5 separate regions of the Mus musculus genome follow, and all the other regions are linked to region 5. Evidence: chromatin contacts called from public Hi-C, HiChIP or PLAC-seq and promoter capture Hi-C data. All regions are on one chromosome and are shown on one strand. The core of a region is the stretch at or near the end of the contact, and the rest is flanking DNA. Distances in the headings are between cores, read along the strand shown.

Region 1 (2,700 bases), core at 186-2,685, 670 kb before region 5:
ATTTTATTCCATTGAGAACTTCACACGTGAACACTAAACATACATGACTCCTAACACATACATACATGAACACTGAACATACATGACCCCTAATTCTTGCTCCTTCCAACTCAACTCCTCCCCCCACATTCATGACCTTTAATCACCATTGTTACATATTTAATGTGTACATAAACATATGCACACACATAATAACCCACTAGGTCCATTCTGCTTTGATTATACATATATACGTCCCTGCTGACCTCTTGGAACTGGCCAAGAGTCTTCTCTTTTTAAAAAAGAGCCACAGCCTCTACCCCAGAGAGCTATGTGGGAAGGAGATTGTGGGTGCCCGGAGACAACCGGCTTGCACCTGGCCACAGCTCGCAATCTTCACTCTTGATGAAGCATGACAGATGCCCACTGACACAGACACATGAGTGAGGTGAGGGAAAGTCCCCACCTGCTCCTTACAGACACCTGTGAGAGCCCAGGCACGGACAGGGCCATTCCCTGCAGCTGACAGCACCCCAGGACTGAGGGGTGGAGTAGCTGAGCCTCACTCACAGGGTGCTGGAAGGGGAACAGTGACCCTGGGCAGGGTGGGTGTCCCCAGTTACAGGCCTGATGATGGGGTAGTACACACCTCCTTCCCATAGGTAGCAACTATGCCTGCTGTACCTGGCAAGAACGGGCTTGTTGAAGAGCCACAGAAGCTAACCCTGCTCTGCTCTGCGCTGCTCTGCTCTGAGGACCAGCACCTTCATACCCCACTACCACCCTCCCTCCGTAGCCCTTGCTAACCTGGGGTTGCTGCTCTCACCACATCCTGCACAGAGCCTCCCACACGTCATTGTCCCTGTAAGCAAGGGATCTTAGGCTGTCCTGCCTTGGGGGACTCCCACACTAGTGAGGTCAGAGGGCAGCTTGCCCAAGTTCATTCCCTCCTACCATTGGAGTCCCAGTCAGACTCAAGGCCTCCCACCACTGGCCCAGCAGAAAGTTGTGTGTGTGTTTGAGACCTGGTCTCTGTGTAGCCCTGGCTATCCTGGAACTTGCTATGTAGACCAGGCTGGCTTCGAATTCAGAGATCCACCCATCCCTGTCTCCAGTGCTGGAATGAAAAATGAGCACCACCATGCCCAGTAGAGTCTCCGCTCTCATCTTGTCAAATGTCCCTGAGATCTCGAGCTGAAATGAGGACAGTATAAACTAATTCTAAGCACTTGTCACAAAAGCAAGGGTGGTGGCAGTCAGAGGCTGAGTAACAGGGCGTGGGGCTGGCAGCAGGGTGCAGGGCCAGCATCCTCGAGAAGTGCCTTTCCTGCAGGGTTGTGGCTCAGGTAGTCATTCCCAAGAACTCATTGGCTCTAGGCTTTGAGCCCCTGGCAGGCACTTAGAGGGGAGGAAATGCCTGTGGCTAGCTCAGGCTGGGCCAAGGGAGTTTCCACCATCCCTCCCAGTTCCAGCAGCAGTGAGATCCCAGGGCCTCTGGCCACATTGGGCCACAACAGCAGCTTCATTCCTAGGCGACGGTCTGAGTCACCATCTGTGGGCTCTGGCTCCTCACCAGCTGGGCTTGCAGCCTTAAGTTTGCCACAGTTTGGCCTCAGCTGAGTCTCCATCACCACTTCGGCCATTTTTCTCTGCTGTTTCCTTTCTTTAAGCAGAAATGTGATGCAAATGGGTTCCAGGTCTGTGCCTGCTGTCACCCGCACACACTTCCAGGGCTGATGTCATGGGTTAGATTCTGGTGGTGCCAGGTCAGAGGCCCCCCACACACTATCACTTGTTGGCCACTGCAGGGCTTTGCAAATAAAGTTTTGGTTTTTTACTGTCTTTAAAATGTTCAATTTATGTATAGGAGTATTTCCCTTGCATGTATGTGTGTGCACCACAAGAGTGCCTGGTGCCCTCAGAGGTCAGAAAAGGGCATTAGATTCTCTAGACACACGGGGTCCTGGGAACTGAACCTGGGTCCTCTGCAAGAGCAACATGTGCTCTTAACTGCTGAGCCATCTCTCCAGTCCCTGTTTGTTTTTGAGACAGCCCAGGCTGGCCTCATAATCACTACAGAGTCAAGGATGACCTTGATCTGGTCCTCCTACCTCTGCCTCTTGAATGCTGGGATCACACTTGGGGCTGGGAATAGGGCTCACTTTGCACGCTGAGCCAGCTCCCCGGGCCCTGTAAGTGAAATTGACTTAGAGTCCGGCCATGCCTGTGCACACTTCTTCCTGTCACTGCAGAGTTCAGACACGCAGGCCACAACTCCCAGAGCATTCTTTTCAATAGGGACATTGATGCTCTAGCTTCCCCCACCCCCCCACCCCCGCAGGAAGCCGCTGGCCACCTCACACCAAGCCTGAGGCACTGAACTGACTGGAGGGGTGGCGGGATTTGCTTCAGCTGCCCCTGGTTGGCTTCTGTTTCTAGGACCCATCCTCCAGGCTTCCAGCTGTGGACACACTGAGAACCCCTGCCTGTGTCTCCTGCTCTGGAAACCCCCGGCCCTCTGCTCTGCTCTGTTCTCCACAGTTGCTGCCAGCTCTTTACCACCTCCCACCACTGGGAAGGGAAGCTCGGCAACCTTGAAGCACAGGCTGGTCCTCCGGTTGCCACTCTTGTGTGTCTTCTTCGGTTTTGAGACAGGATCTGATTTATAGTCCAGGCTGTCCTCAAAACCACAGGGATCCGGTCGCCTTTGCCCACCCTCCC
Region 2 (2,700 bases), core at 135-2,634, 710 kb before region 5:
CCCATCAGGATTGGGACCTGGCTAGGGCTATCACCAAGGCACAGGGGATTCTTCCATGGAGCCACCTCCCACTGACCCATCACAGGTCCCTGTGTCAGCTGAGCATTAGATCCTGGCTCCCTTTCTTTTTACAGGGCCCGAGACCATAAGTCATCTTCCTGGGAGATCACTGTGGCTATGGAAGTCCCAAATGGACACACAGCTGTAGCAAACAGCCAGTCTTCTTCACTGACACCTGATGCCCTGCTCACTATGTCTGCTCCTTGAACCCATGGAAGAGGTCCCACAGCCAAACTCACCGTCTCTTCCAACTGGTTCTGGATCTGCCGGTGCACCTCAGCCATCTGGAAGAGGACGTCCCCTGGAGGAAAGAAAGTGGGTTAGAGATTTCCAATCACTGTGCCTACACCAGGGCTAGACACTGGACACCACAGACATTCTGTGACTCTAGACTCTAGATGGGAAGGGAAGGAGGAACAGAAAAGTCTAAAATGATGATCGATTTGTGACTGAGTTAGAGTGCCTGGTGTCCCGTGGGAGCACTAATGTCCAGCATGAAGCACATGCTCCGGACAGACATTGCTCAGGACAGACATGTGATAGACATGTGATAGAAGAACCTGTGCAGATGGGCTCTTCCCTTGGCACAGCTCTGAGAACAAATGAGCACCTACACAGACCTCACACTCACTCAGACACCAGCTACACCTACACAGACCTCACACTCACTCAGACACCAGCTAGCCAATGATGTCCTTCCTGAGCCCCACACCAGAGCAGAAACACCTCCTAGTATAGGACACAGGGAATTAACTACTGTCTCTGACCCAAGGCCTCTCTGCCAGAGTTCATAAGAAAAGAAATAAGAGCTAAATGGCACTCTGGGCTTGGCTCCTCATCTGGCTCCAGCCTCTGGAGGAGGAGCTAGTCTCAGAGCCACTCGCTTTGGCAGAGTGTGCCCTTTGTACCAGTGGTGCTCCAGTGACTCTGGGATCAGCGGGGCTGGTGGGCCCAGAATGGCTGGCAGGAAGGGGGACTGATGCTTTGGACCAGCTTCAGTGGCCACAGAGCACTGCTCATGGGCGTGGTGTGGGCGTGGATCTGGCCCCATAAACACTTTTCAGCACATGAGCACTTCAGGGGCCCTGCTGTGCCCGGCCTACCTATGAAGAGAAGCTAAGACAACAGAGGCTCAGCAGCTCAGCAGTCAACGCCATCTTGGCTTTTTCAGCCTGGGTATCACCTAGCTCATTCCCACTTGCCTCTGGCACACACTCCAGGCTAGACTAATGTCCGGTTTTTTTCTAATGTTGGGCTGAGCTGAGCCTCCAGCCGTCTGCAAAGTCATCACTAAGCTGACACACACCCATCCCCAGCTTCTGACAAGTATACAACAGAGAGAGAGAGAGGCAAAAGAAACAGCCCCGAGGACCAAGGGCCAGGCACACTTTTTTTCAGTCCAACAGTGACTCATCAGTAGATCCCAGCACCTACCTCCCACTCCATGCCTAGAGATGAGGCCGAAGGGTCTTGGTTAGCTACTTTGCTGTGTTCTTGACCCACAGTGTGCCCTCCTGTTGTCAACTGAGCCTGAGACCCTAGTTCCTCTTCTTTTTCCAGGGCCCTGAGACCTCGAGTCACGCTCAGGGTCTCATGCTTAGTTGTCACAGGGGGGCATGTAATGGGTCAGGTACAAAGGCACCTAAGACAGTAAGCCCGCCCGCCCGCCCTCTCTGCCACAGGCCCGCCTCATCTGTAAAATAAACGCCCTCATTTTCTCGTATGTGGAGAAACCCAGCAGTCTCGCTCTACTTACTTGGTTGGCAACTATCTGTTAACTCCCTTTGAGGAGTCCCAGATACTGGCTAGTGCTGTGGACATAAACGAGGAGAGCCTATGCCTGTGTCTGAAGCTGGAACCCTTTCAGATGCAGGCCTTTTCTCCCAAGGAGCCCTCCTTCTGGCACCCACTATCACCAGCTAGAAACCAAAAGGAATCCTCTGACAACTTTCCTCTAGGACCTCAGCTTCCCTCTGGGAGTTCATCTAGGACGCATGGAGGTCAGATTCTTGGGAACTCTCTTAGTCCCAAAAGTTGTTTTAATATCAATGATCACAGGGACCCTGAGCACAGTACAGGTTGCCTACAGCGGCGAACACGGCTTGCAAGGCTATGCCAGCCAACTGGCCCCAGTCAGCAGAAAAGAACTCTCTAAGTCAGCAGGGTGGTCAGTGGCCCATGGTCAGACTTACCCTACCAGCCCCACTCTGCTTGCCCACCACCTCCCTGCAGTTCATCCTCTGTGGGCAAAGGGCAAACTCAACAGCTGCCTGGAACTTTGTATAGACCATCTAATTTACCTGGATACATGTACCTGTGGCTGCCAGGGCTAAAAACCTCAGCACAGCTATCTGCCTACCACCCTGTCCCAAGAATCTATGACCACAGGCCTAACACCACACTCCTATAACACAGGGGTACAATAGTCCCCCCAGAGACTGAACTCCTAGAGATGACAGGGCTGTCATATGGCCAACAGGAAGCTGTGATCACAAAGTCAGTGACAACCTACACACAGAGAGACAGGGCAAGTAGCCTCTAAGGTTTGCCAGGTCCCTCTGAAAAGGATGGAAGTCCCATTTGTAGCACACTCTAGATCTGGACTCTAATGTGCTTGAAGGGACTGAGGCAGCAATTAAT
Region 3 (2,700 bases), core at 175-2,674, 600 kb before region 5:
TCTCATCTTTTGATGACAGGGCTTTCTAAAGGAAAATGGCTAAAAAATGGTCTGCACTCGGATAACTTTGTTGTTTAGAGAATACCACCTAGTTTCCCACGCATATCTCCTCCCTCGTTCTAGGTTCCTAGATGACAGCATGGCCAGATGTACAGTTTATGTGGGATGCACAGCTGTGGCCACTGCCCTCTCTACATGTACTTTGTTACTTGTTGAGCTCTGCTTGTCCACTCTCTAATGACTGCTGACTTGCGTGCTCATCTATAGATGGGAAGTGAATCCAACTTCCCTTCCATTAATCCTGGGCTGTGTAGGGCAAAGCCTGAGCCATGGCAGCTATGTATACCCACTCACTAAGAGGGTGCCGAGGTCAAGTGGGCTGCACCTCAGCTCCTGAATACAGAGCTTCTCTTTTGAGCTGAGTAAGGCATTTCTGCCTGTCACTGAGGGGCTAAGTCTTAAGACAGGAATTTAAAAAATAATTATTTAATTTAAAAAAATGGTGTGTGTGTATGTGGTGTGTGTGTGTGGTATGTATGGTGTGTGTGTGGTATGTGTGGTGTGTGTGTGTGAAGGTCTGTATGAGCACCATGTGCATGTAAGAACCGAGTGAAGTCAAAGGAGGATCCCTGGACCTGGAGTTATGCATCAGAGGTGCTGAGAACGGAACCCACATCTCCCGCAAGAGCACTGAGAGCTCCTAACCATTACGCCATGTGTCCAGCTGAGACAGGCATCTCTATAAGGCGACAACACAGGACTGCAAAGACTCGATGTCAGTAGTTCTAAGCCTCCAGTGAGCCCAGGAAGCAGTAAGTAGGAAGGCACATGTGCCAGGAGACCTAGGCCTGTGATAAGCCTGGATGTGGTGGAGGAATGTAGCTTGGGTTGCACAGTGGCAGGAAAATCCAAAGAAAGCAGCCTTCTCACTCCGTGCTCTCTCATGTGGCTACAACTCAGAAGTAGAGGACTGACATTTCAACTTAAAACTCTACAGTTCCAAACACTGGGCTAGATTTACAAGTAAAGTCTAAGAAAACTAGTACAATCAGCTTAGAATCTCTCTGGGTGAAATGTCCTCAGATCCGATTTCCAGCTCTGAGGTATGGAGTTGCTAAGCAGCAGCTGAGGAGAGGAGAAGGAGGTGGCTTCCAGTGTACTCTAGAGACAGGGCCACATGTTCTGCTTTCAGTTTCCCCTGAGAGACAGGGAACTGGCCACTCAGATGGAGTTGGCAGCGCCTCTCTAAGCGACAGCAAGTGCTCACACAGCTACCTCTGGTACTCTCAGGCATCCTCCTGGGGAGTGACACGCTGCTTCCTGCAAAGCTCAGTTGCCACGTGGCACCAAGCTGTAAGGGATCTATCTCGAAGCTTCTGGTGAACCGTGTTACTCAGATGTCGGACGGACTGACGTCACAGACTGGGGAGGGGCTGGTGCGTGACTAATGAGGGCTCAGGCCCTCCCTCCCTCCCTCAGCTTACTGACCAAACTCAGCAGACACTGAACAGAGTAGGTAGTCACAGGTGGAGTCCTAAAGCCCCTGTGGCCTCATGGGCTGGGGTGGCAGATACAGAATAAAGAACTCTGGGGAGTCCTTTAGAATCAGGAACCCCACAGAACACTGCCAGAAAAGTCTAACAATGTGCAGGACATGGAGAAAGGGAGACACTTGTAAATATTACTGTGTAGTTTAAAGCCTATTTCAATGACTGGGCTGACTGTGGATGTTGAGCTCTGTGTGACACCGTAGCAGAGAACACAACTCTAAGCTTTACCACCCTCTGACTGGGATGGGAGGCACAGTTGTTTTAGTGGAAAGGGAAGCTGTGGTTACAAATTACCTCTTGATTTCACATCAGCCCTGATTTGCCAGGAGTGATTCTCCCTGGCTCCTTGCCAAATCAACTGCCCTGTCTTAACATCTCCAAAATACAACCTGCCACCCTCACACACGGATCAGGGCCCATGGGACTGAGGTAAGGACACTGGGTTCTGCCTCAAAGCAGAGGCAGGAACTGGGCCTGGCCGGCAACTTGCTACTTGCTAAGCTCTAGAAGGGCTAAGGATCTATTTTCATGTCTAGACTAGAAGTAATAAAAGACCGTGATGTTCTAGGATTGATTTTCAGAGCAGTGGCCACAGCTTTCTGAATAGCATGTGGTGAAGTGCAGTCTCTCAGAGCTCTGCAGCTGTTTCTGAACCTCAGAGCCTTATTGGGAAAGGACTGTATAGACACGAGGCTGCGAGTCCTCATCTAGGGCTTGAAGAGCTGGCAGAGTGAGGTCAGGTCCTCTGATGATCTGGAAATGGCCAAGACTTCTGCCAGTCTTTAGAAACACAGGTCCCAGGGCTGGGGGAGTGGTGGCAGTGGCTGGCGGTGGTGGGTGGTGGTGGCTGCGTGTGTATGTGGCCATTGTATTTGTTCTTCCTTGTGCGCCTGTCATGGTGCTTCAGAGTAAATCTAGTTATACCTTCCCTTCTGAGTCTAAGCTGTCGGCCTAATGTATAGAACCTTTGGGGGGTGTTATACTGACCCACTGCTCTGGCCTCCTATCTCCAGTGACCCTGGAACATCTGCATGGTCTTTGTAGTTGACCCTCAGCATCCTCGTATGACCCACTAAGCTTTGGTCACCACAGCAGGGACTGTGTGTGATAGGTGAGCACTCCCCCACTGAGCTACATTCCTAGCATTAAC
Region 4 (2,700 bases), core at 13-2,512, 980 kb after region 5:
CTGGATTAAAAACCTAGGTCTTATGCCAGGTGCCAGCTCCCACACAGGAAGCGTGCTAAAACAGTGAATTTCCCAGGAACTGTATCAGGCTCGGGACAGCAAAAGCAGTAATTCATTGTAGCCAGCCTAGAACAGTGGGTTTATAGAGCCAGCTCCAGCCAGACACAAAGAGTGGTCAGAGAACAAAGAAGTCGGTCTAAATAAAGAGGGAGGATTCTGGGACTGGAACTCAATAGTTAATAGCCCCTACTTCTCTTACAGAGTACCAGAGTTTGGTTCCCAGCCCTCACACTGGGAGCTCACAACTTAGAGCTGCCTGTAATTCCAGTTCTAAGAGAGGATGAGACACCAGTGGCCTCCACAGGCACCTACACTCAGATATTCTTCCCCTATACGTATGTAATTCAAAATCTTTTTAAAACTAAGAGAACTTTTTTTTTCTAATTTAGGTCATATGTGTCTGCCACATGTAGAGTTACATGAGATTTTGAACCACCACTGTATGGGTGCTGGGAAGTCCTTGGAAAGAACGACAAGCCATCTTAACCTCTGAGCCATCTTTCTAGCTCTAAAAGGGACATTGGTATAGGCTAACAGGATTTGGTCTTTGCCATTACTACCCCATCAGCCCCCACTCCCACCCCCTTTTTTAAAGACAAGGTTCTGCTACGTGGTCCAGAAGACATTCTCCAATGATCCTCCAGCCTTGGCCACTTAAGTTAAGCGGTGGAGTGGCTATAGCCAGCATCTCAAGGATCCCAGAGATGACGTTTAAGTTCTGATCATCCCCCACCCCCTCCACTCCTCAGAGTTGCAGAAACTGCTTTCTTGTGCCACAGCGCCTGTTTCATGCAGTGATGGATGGAACCCAGGGCCTCATTCCATGCCCGGCTTGCTAGGGTTTTTTTTGTTTTTTTGTTTTTTTTCAAAAGGACGCCTGCAGGTAAGAACTAACGAACGGTGAATCTTCAAAGCCTCGGTGGCTTGCACTGAACGTGAGCCCTGAGCTCCTCGCCGCAGCACACTGGGCCTGCGCACTGGCAATGTCAGGCACGCAAGCGGAAGTGACGCCACTCGCGTACACCGCGGGAACCACGCCAAGCCGCAGCAGGGTCTCTGGACTCCGGGACGCTTCCGGAGCTTTTAGCTCTACGCGCTTGCGTCATCGCGTAGACTGGCAGGCCTGCGGGGCGGAGGGGTGACGTGTGCGTCGCGAATAGCAGAGAAGGGAGGGTCCAGGGAGACAAGTCGCCGTTAGCTCCGCCTCTTAAGGCGAACGTGCCCTTCACGCGGACTCAGGGAGCACATTGCAGTGCGGCTCCTTTAAACGTCGTGGTGACACGTGTGTGAGGCTCTGGAGGCCCGGATGGTGCGCATGCTGGCCCGGCCCGGATCGGACGCTGGTGCTGCGCGGGCCTTCCGCGGGTTCCCGAGAGGCCTAGGAGGTCGAGGTCGGGCGCGGCGGAGCGCAGGAGCTTCCGCGGGGCTTGGGACGAGGAGGGTGCGCGTTCTACCCGCGGGTTTTGGGGACTCCAGCGAAGGCTGACAGGTGCGTGCGTGGCCGGCGAGGGCACCGGGGAACGCAGAAAGAACATCGGACGCAAGGGACAGGGATCGCCGGGAAGGACAGGGCGTGAGAGGGGCGTAGGGCAACACTGGAGAAGGTTGGGGTGCGAGGGACTTGGAGGAACAAGGGATGCCAGGGACTCCGAGGAAGGGACAGGTGATGTGAGGGGTGCCTGTAAACCCTAGCGTAGCCAGGGAATTGCATCAGTCTTCATCCCAGGGAGCTTCTGGAACGTGAGGTCGCTGGGATCGCGGTTGTTCTCTCAGAGCGGGTTTTCCTTTGAAGGTTCCCGGAGCTGGAAATCTTAGGGTGGAGGTATAGCTGTAGTCCATTTTATAGACTAGGGCAGGGTCAGATCCTTAACACGGATCCACACCGAAATGTAATAGCAGGATAGCATTCTAACCAAAATGCCCATTGCTTATGGTGTGTGATTGTGTGTGCGCGCGCGAGCCTGCCTGCGTCTGTGGCGTGACCCTTGGTGATGGAGATGGTGGAATAGCATCCTAAGACAGGGAGGCACCTTGGATGCCTGAGGATGCCAAAGAGCATGTAGTTCAACTGTTCCCTGACTTGGAATGCTCTGCGGTGGGATGCCTTGGAGGCCCCAGCTCTGTCTTCGCCAGCATGTAAGTGACCCTGAGAATCTGACTTGAGTATTTCTTGGAAAACAGCTTAAAGAGCTGAAGGAAATGCTTTGTTTAAATGACATCTGTCAGAAGGGAGGAGCCAGGCTTGAGTTCCGAATTAGATATGTAAATTGGGCGTGCAGAGTATCCTAGTCCTTGAGAGACCTGGGTCGAGGAAGCATCCCGGTTGGCCTGAGAGTCACACGTGCTGCGTGTGCATGTTAGAGGGTTTGCTGGGAACTACACGAACATTTTTCTCGCTCCTACATCACATAGCCGTATCTTCCAGGTAGAATGATAGACACTTTTTTCCTGCTATAGCTTCAAAAATGATCTTGGCTGAGTAGCCTGCCTTGGTCCTAAGGCCCTTGTGGCAAATGCCTTTGGGTTAGTGTTCCCATTTGCTCATCCCTGAACCATGTTGGGCCAGGACAAAGTTCTCACCTCCCCGTAGGGAGGCATGTGTGGTTTTGAAAATGATGTTTGTGTGGTGGGGATTTTCAG
Region 5 (2,700 bases), core at 155-2,654:
TATAGACCATGGTGGTTCCGAGGACCCCTACACCATGCACCAAGTTTGGCAATTCACTAGACTATCTCACAGAACTCAGAAAAGCACTTCACTTATATTTACTGGTTGGTTGGTTTTGAAAGCTGTAACTCAAGAACAGCCAGAATGAAGAAATGGGTGGAGAACGGTTGGGAGTGGCTCCCAGGCTCCCAACACTCAAATGTGTTGATCAACTGGGATGGTCTCTGAACCCACGTGGCTGCCATGTTGAGACAGGGTCTGCAGTAGCCCAGGCTTGCCTTAACTTGCTATGAAGCCAGGGATGGCTTGGGTCCCTGCCACCATCTCCTACACGCTGGGCTTTCTGGCATTGGAGACCACAGCCAGCTCTGTTCAGTTCTGTGGGCCTTCGGTTACGTAGGCATGACTGAAATCCGTTACCATGGTGAGTGATTCTCCAGCATCTTGAGGGAGTTGGAGTGCTTGCGTAGGCTGCAGTTTCCTACCCTCCAATCACGCCTTGGTCTTTCAGGTGCCCAGCGGCCATAATGAGCCACCATAATGAGCCACAGAAAGATCCAGTGTGTGGATCTGGCTCGAAGACCAGAGACCCATTTTGTCTTTACTGCCGAGTAAGGCCCAGCTCCACCTGGCCCTTCCAGACGTAAGTGACACTGACCATGATTCAGCATCTAAGGACACTCGCAGGCTCAAATTCTGCGGGGCAGGGTGGGAATCTGCATTTTCCAGGACCCTCCAAGGAGGCCGCAGGGCGCAACTCAGAAACACACGCATTAGAACAAAGTCCCAGAAACTGGGAGCAGGCAGCTGAGGCCCGTTCTCTCAGCCACAATTTAGAGAAAAAAACATGGGAAGGAACTGAACTCAGAGGCCACGGCTGACCTGGTGACCTCAAGCTTGCTTTCTGGAAAGCAGCTGGATCGCTGCGTCACCAGGCACAGGCGTGTCCAAATCCAACCTGTCAGACACGGGAGGTCAAAGTGAAGGTTCTCGGTTTCTCTGTGCCTCAGTTTCCCCCTGCGTCACATACACACAGAGCTTTGCCCGCCTGGTACTGCGGGCACGAACTAGAATCCCGGACTTTACCGGAGCCTGCTGTCTTACTAAGGTCACCGTCCGTGGCTGCCTGGGTCGGGGGTCTCACCTATGCCGCGTGTCTCTGCTCGATTCTCCAAAGCAGGAACTCGCTGACAGTCGGCCCTGCCTGCCTGGAGGAGGCCGCTCCTCCGGAGGCTCTGGGGCCGGAGACAGCCTTCACCAGCTCGCCCAGCTCACCTGCGCAATCACCCTCCAGGCCGAAGACCCCCAGGCTCAGCGGGCAGCGTGGGTCACGTGGTCTGTGGGCGGGGCTCGTCCGCGCGGACCTCGTCACACGACCTCCTGCGTAGGCGGCGGAGTCCGTGTGAGTGTTATCGCTGCGCCCCCTAGTGGCTGAGGGCGACAGTGAGCGCAGGTGTTGGAATGGCAGCCATAGGACGTCATCGCGTTGCAAAAGCTCCAGTAGATTAAACCAGCCCAGACCTGGAGTCAGAGTCAAACACGTGATCGCACAGAAAACCTACGATGGTGAAACAGTAAATGATCCGGGGCATTTGATATAAGTATGATGCAGGTCATACATTGAGCCAGAAGCCCGGGGTAGTAGTGCAGGCATGTGATCCCAGCACTCGGGAAGCAGCAGCAAGAAAGATTGACAATTTGAGGCCAGCATACGACACCTGGTGAAACTCTGTTTCAAAAACCAAAGTTGGCAGGCCGGATGTAGATAGGGGTAGAGCACTGGCCTACCATGTGCAAGGCCCTGACTCTCCTGTACTGCTGGGACCACTGGGGGGTGGAGGGGCATTTGTGCCTCTGGCTGTCAAACTTTTGAAACAATGTACACCAAGAAATTCAACGCCCCCCTCCCCATCCCATGCTGGGAGAGGAGAAAGGCCTGAGAAGACGGTGTCCTCAGCTCTGGCAGCTTGTCGGAGCACAGTGTGTGCAGGCAGGATAATGAGAGCCAAGAGGACTGGCCAGCGAGGGAAGGTGGATGGACTCTGGCCAGCTTGAATGTGCTGAGCTTGGCTCTGGCAATCTTTCCCTTGTGCCCATTCCCTCTGCCTTGCTAAAGAAAAACAAAACAAAACAAAACAAACAAACATTAGATTACATTCCTAAAGCTAGCCATCAAGGTCTCTTCCCTTATTTGGCCACTTCCTCCGCCTAAGGCTGACTGCCAGGGGCCAGCTGTTAAAGTATTGAAGTCCAGCAATCCGAAGCCCCCTTTGGTTCATGTAATTAATACACCAAACCAAACCTTACCACCGCATGCTAGCCCATCCTAACACAGGCCTCCCCTTCTCTCTTCTTTTTTTTTTTTTTTTTTTTTTGTGTGGTTTTTTGAGACAGGGTTTCTCTGTGTAGACCAGGCTGGCCTCGAACTCAGAAATCCGCCTGCCTCTGCCTCCCGGGTGCTGGGATTAAAGGCGTGCGCCACCACGCCCGGCCCCTTCTCTCTTCTTAAAAATGACACCAGCAGCCAACAATGGCAGCACACGCCTTTGATCCCAGCACTGTGAGGCAGAAGCAAGTGGAGCTCTGATTTTCAGGACAGCCTGGTGTACATACAGAGTGAGTTCCAGGATAGCCAACGGTACACAGAGACCCTGTCTTGGGCCCGCCCATCCCCCCTTACACCTGCCGAGTCATTTGCTG

The links. Promoter capture Hi-C pulls out the DNA fragments that hold promoters and counts their contacts. Hi-C and Micro-C count contacts between places; a contact is called where the count stands out from the background. HiChIP or PLAC-seq counts read pairs in DNA pulled down with a chosen protein or histone mark.
Region 1: a contact with region 5 is called in a FOXA1 HiChIP or PLAC-seq map of pancreatic cancer cells. The contact joins the enhancer-like site here to the promoter of Gaa in region 5. A contact is called at or near these places in 4 of 39 promoter capture datasets (the C10 cell line, embryonic stem cells, liver and 1 more), 1 of 484 Hi-C or Micro-C datasets (B cells), 7 of 115 datasets of contacts at active chromatin or transcription factors (Th17 cells, astrocytes, bone marrow-derived macrophages and 3 more) and 1 of 9 other capture datasets (embryonic stem cells).
Region 2: a FOXA1 HiChIP or PLAC-seq map of pancreatic cancer cells shows a contact between it and region 5. The contact joins the enhancer-like site here to the promoter of Gaa in region 5. A contact is called at or near these places in 3 of 39 promoter capture datasets (the C10 cell line, the HPC-7 cell line and embryonic stem cells), 1 of 115 datasets of contacts at active chromatin or transcription factors (pancreatic cancer cells) and 3 of 9 other capture datasets (adipose tissue, embryonic stem cells and liver).
Region 3: a promoter capture Hi-C map of the 3T3-L1 cell line shows a contact between it and region 5, with 2.6 times the contacts expected there. The contact joins the enhancer-like site here to the promoter of Gaa in region 5. A contact is called at or near these places in 3 of 39 promoter capture datasets (the 3T3-L1 cell line, cranial neural crest and hippocampal neurons) and 2 of 115 datasets of contacts at active chromatin or transcription factors (bone marrow-derived macrophages and pancreatic cancer cells).
Region 4: a contact with region 5 is called in a Hi-C map of the G1E-ER4 cell line, with 4 times the contacts expected there. The contact joins the promoter of Usp36 here to the promoter of Gaa in region 5. A contact is called at or near these places in 1 of 39 promoter capture datasets (liver), 3 of 484 Hi-C or Micro-C datasets (all in the G1E-ER4 cell line) and 1 of 115 datasets of contacts at active chromatin or transcription factors (pancreatic cancer cells).

What each region holds. Positions count from the first base shown.
Region 1 is chr11:119,932,131-119,934,830 of GRCm38.p6, reverse strand. It overlaps Gm11767 (a long non-coding RNA gene), which reads left to right. Exons shown (of 5, transcript XR_001780400.2): 5 at 642-1,821. Among named protein-coding and RNA genes, the nearest start is that of Baiap2, 9.6 kb to the left of the region's middle. Within about 2 kb of position 1,435, at least 142 of the 459 cell types and tissues checked have an H3K27ac peak or open chromatin away from gene starts, as enhancers often do. A contact at or near this core is called in Th17 cells, astrocytes, bone marrow-derived macrophages and 1 more, where this site is marked.
Region 2 is chr11:119,978,450-119,981,149 of GRCm38.p6, reverse strand. Baiap2 (brain-specific angiogenesis inhibitor 1-associated protein 2) reads right to left here. Exons shown (of 14, transcript NM_130862.4): 4 at 300-361. Among named protein-coding and RNA genes, the nearest start is that of Mir3065, 35 kb to the left of the region's middle. Within about 2 kb of position 1,384, at least 44 of the 459 cell types and tissues checked have an H3K27ac peak or open chromatin away from gene starts, as enhancers often do. A contact at or near this core is called in adipose tissue and pancreatic cancer cells, where this site is marked.
Region 3 is chr11:119,862,230-119,864,929 of GRCm38.p6, reverse strand. The region is part of intron 20 of Rptor (regulatory associated protein of MTOR, complex 1); the gene reads right to left. Among named protein-coding and RNA genes, the nearest start is that of Rptoros, 29 kb to the right of the region's middle. Within about 2 kb of position 1,424, at least 167 of the 459 cell types and tissues checked have an H3K27ac peak or open chromatin away from gene starts, as enhancers often do. A contact at or near this core is called in bone marrow-derived macrophages and pancreatic cancer cells, where this site is marked.
Region 4 is chr11:118,288,806-118,291,505 of GRCm38.p6, reverse strand. Usp36 (ubiquitin specific peptidase 36) reads left to right here and starts at 1,262. Exons shown (of 21, transcript NM_001033528.1): 1 at 1,262-1,549.
Region 5 is chr11:119,266,667-119,269,366 of GRCm38.p6, reverse strand. It overlaps Gaa (glucosidase, alpha, acid), which reads right to left and starts at 1,404. Exons shown (of 20, transcript NM_008064.4): 1 at 1,145-1,404.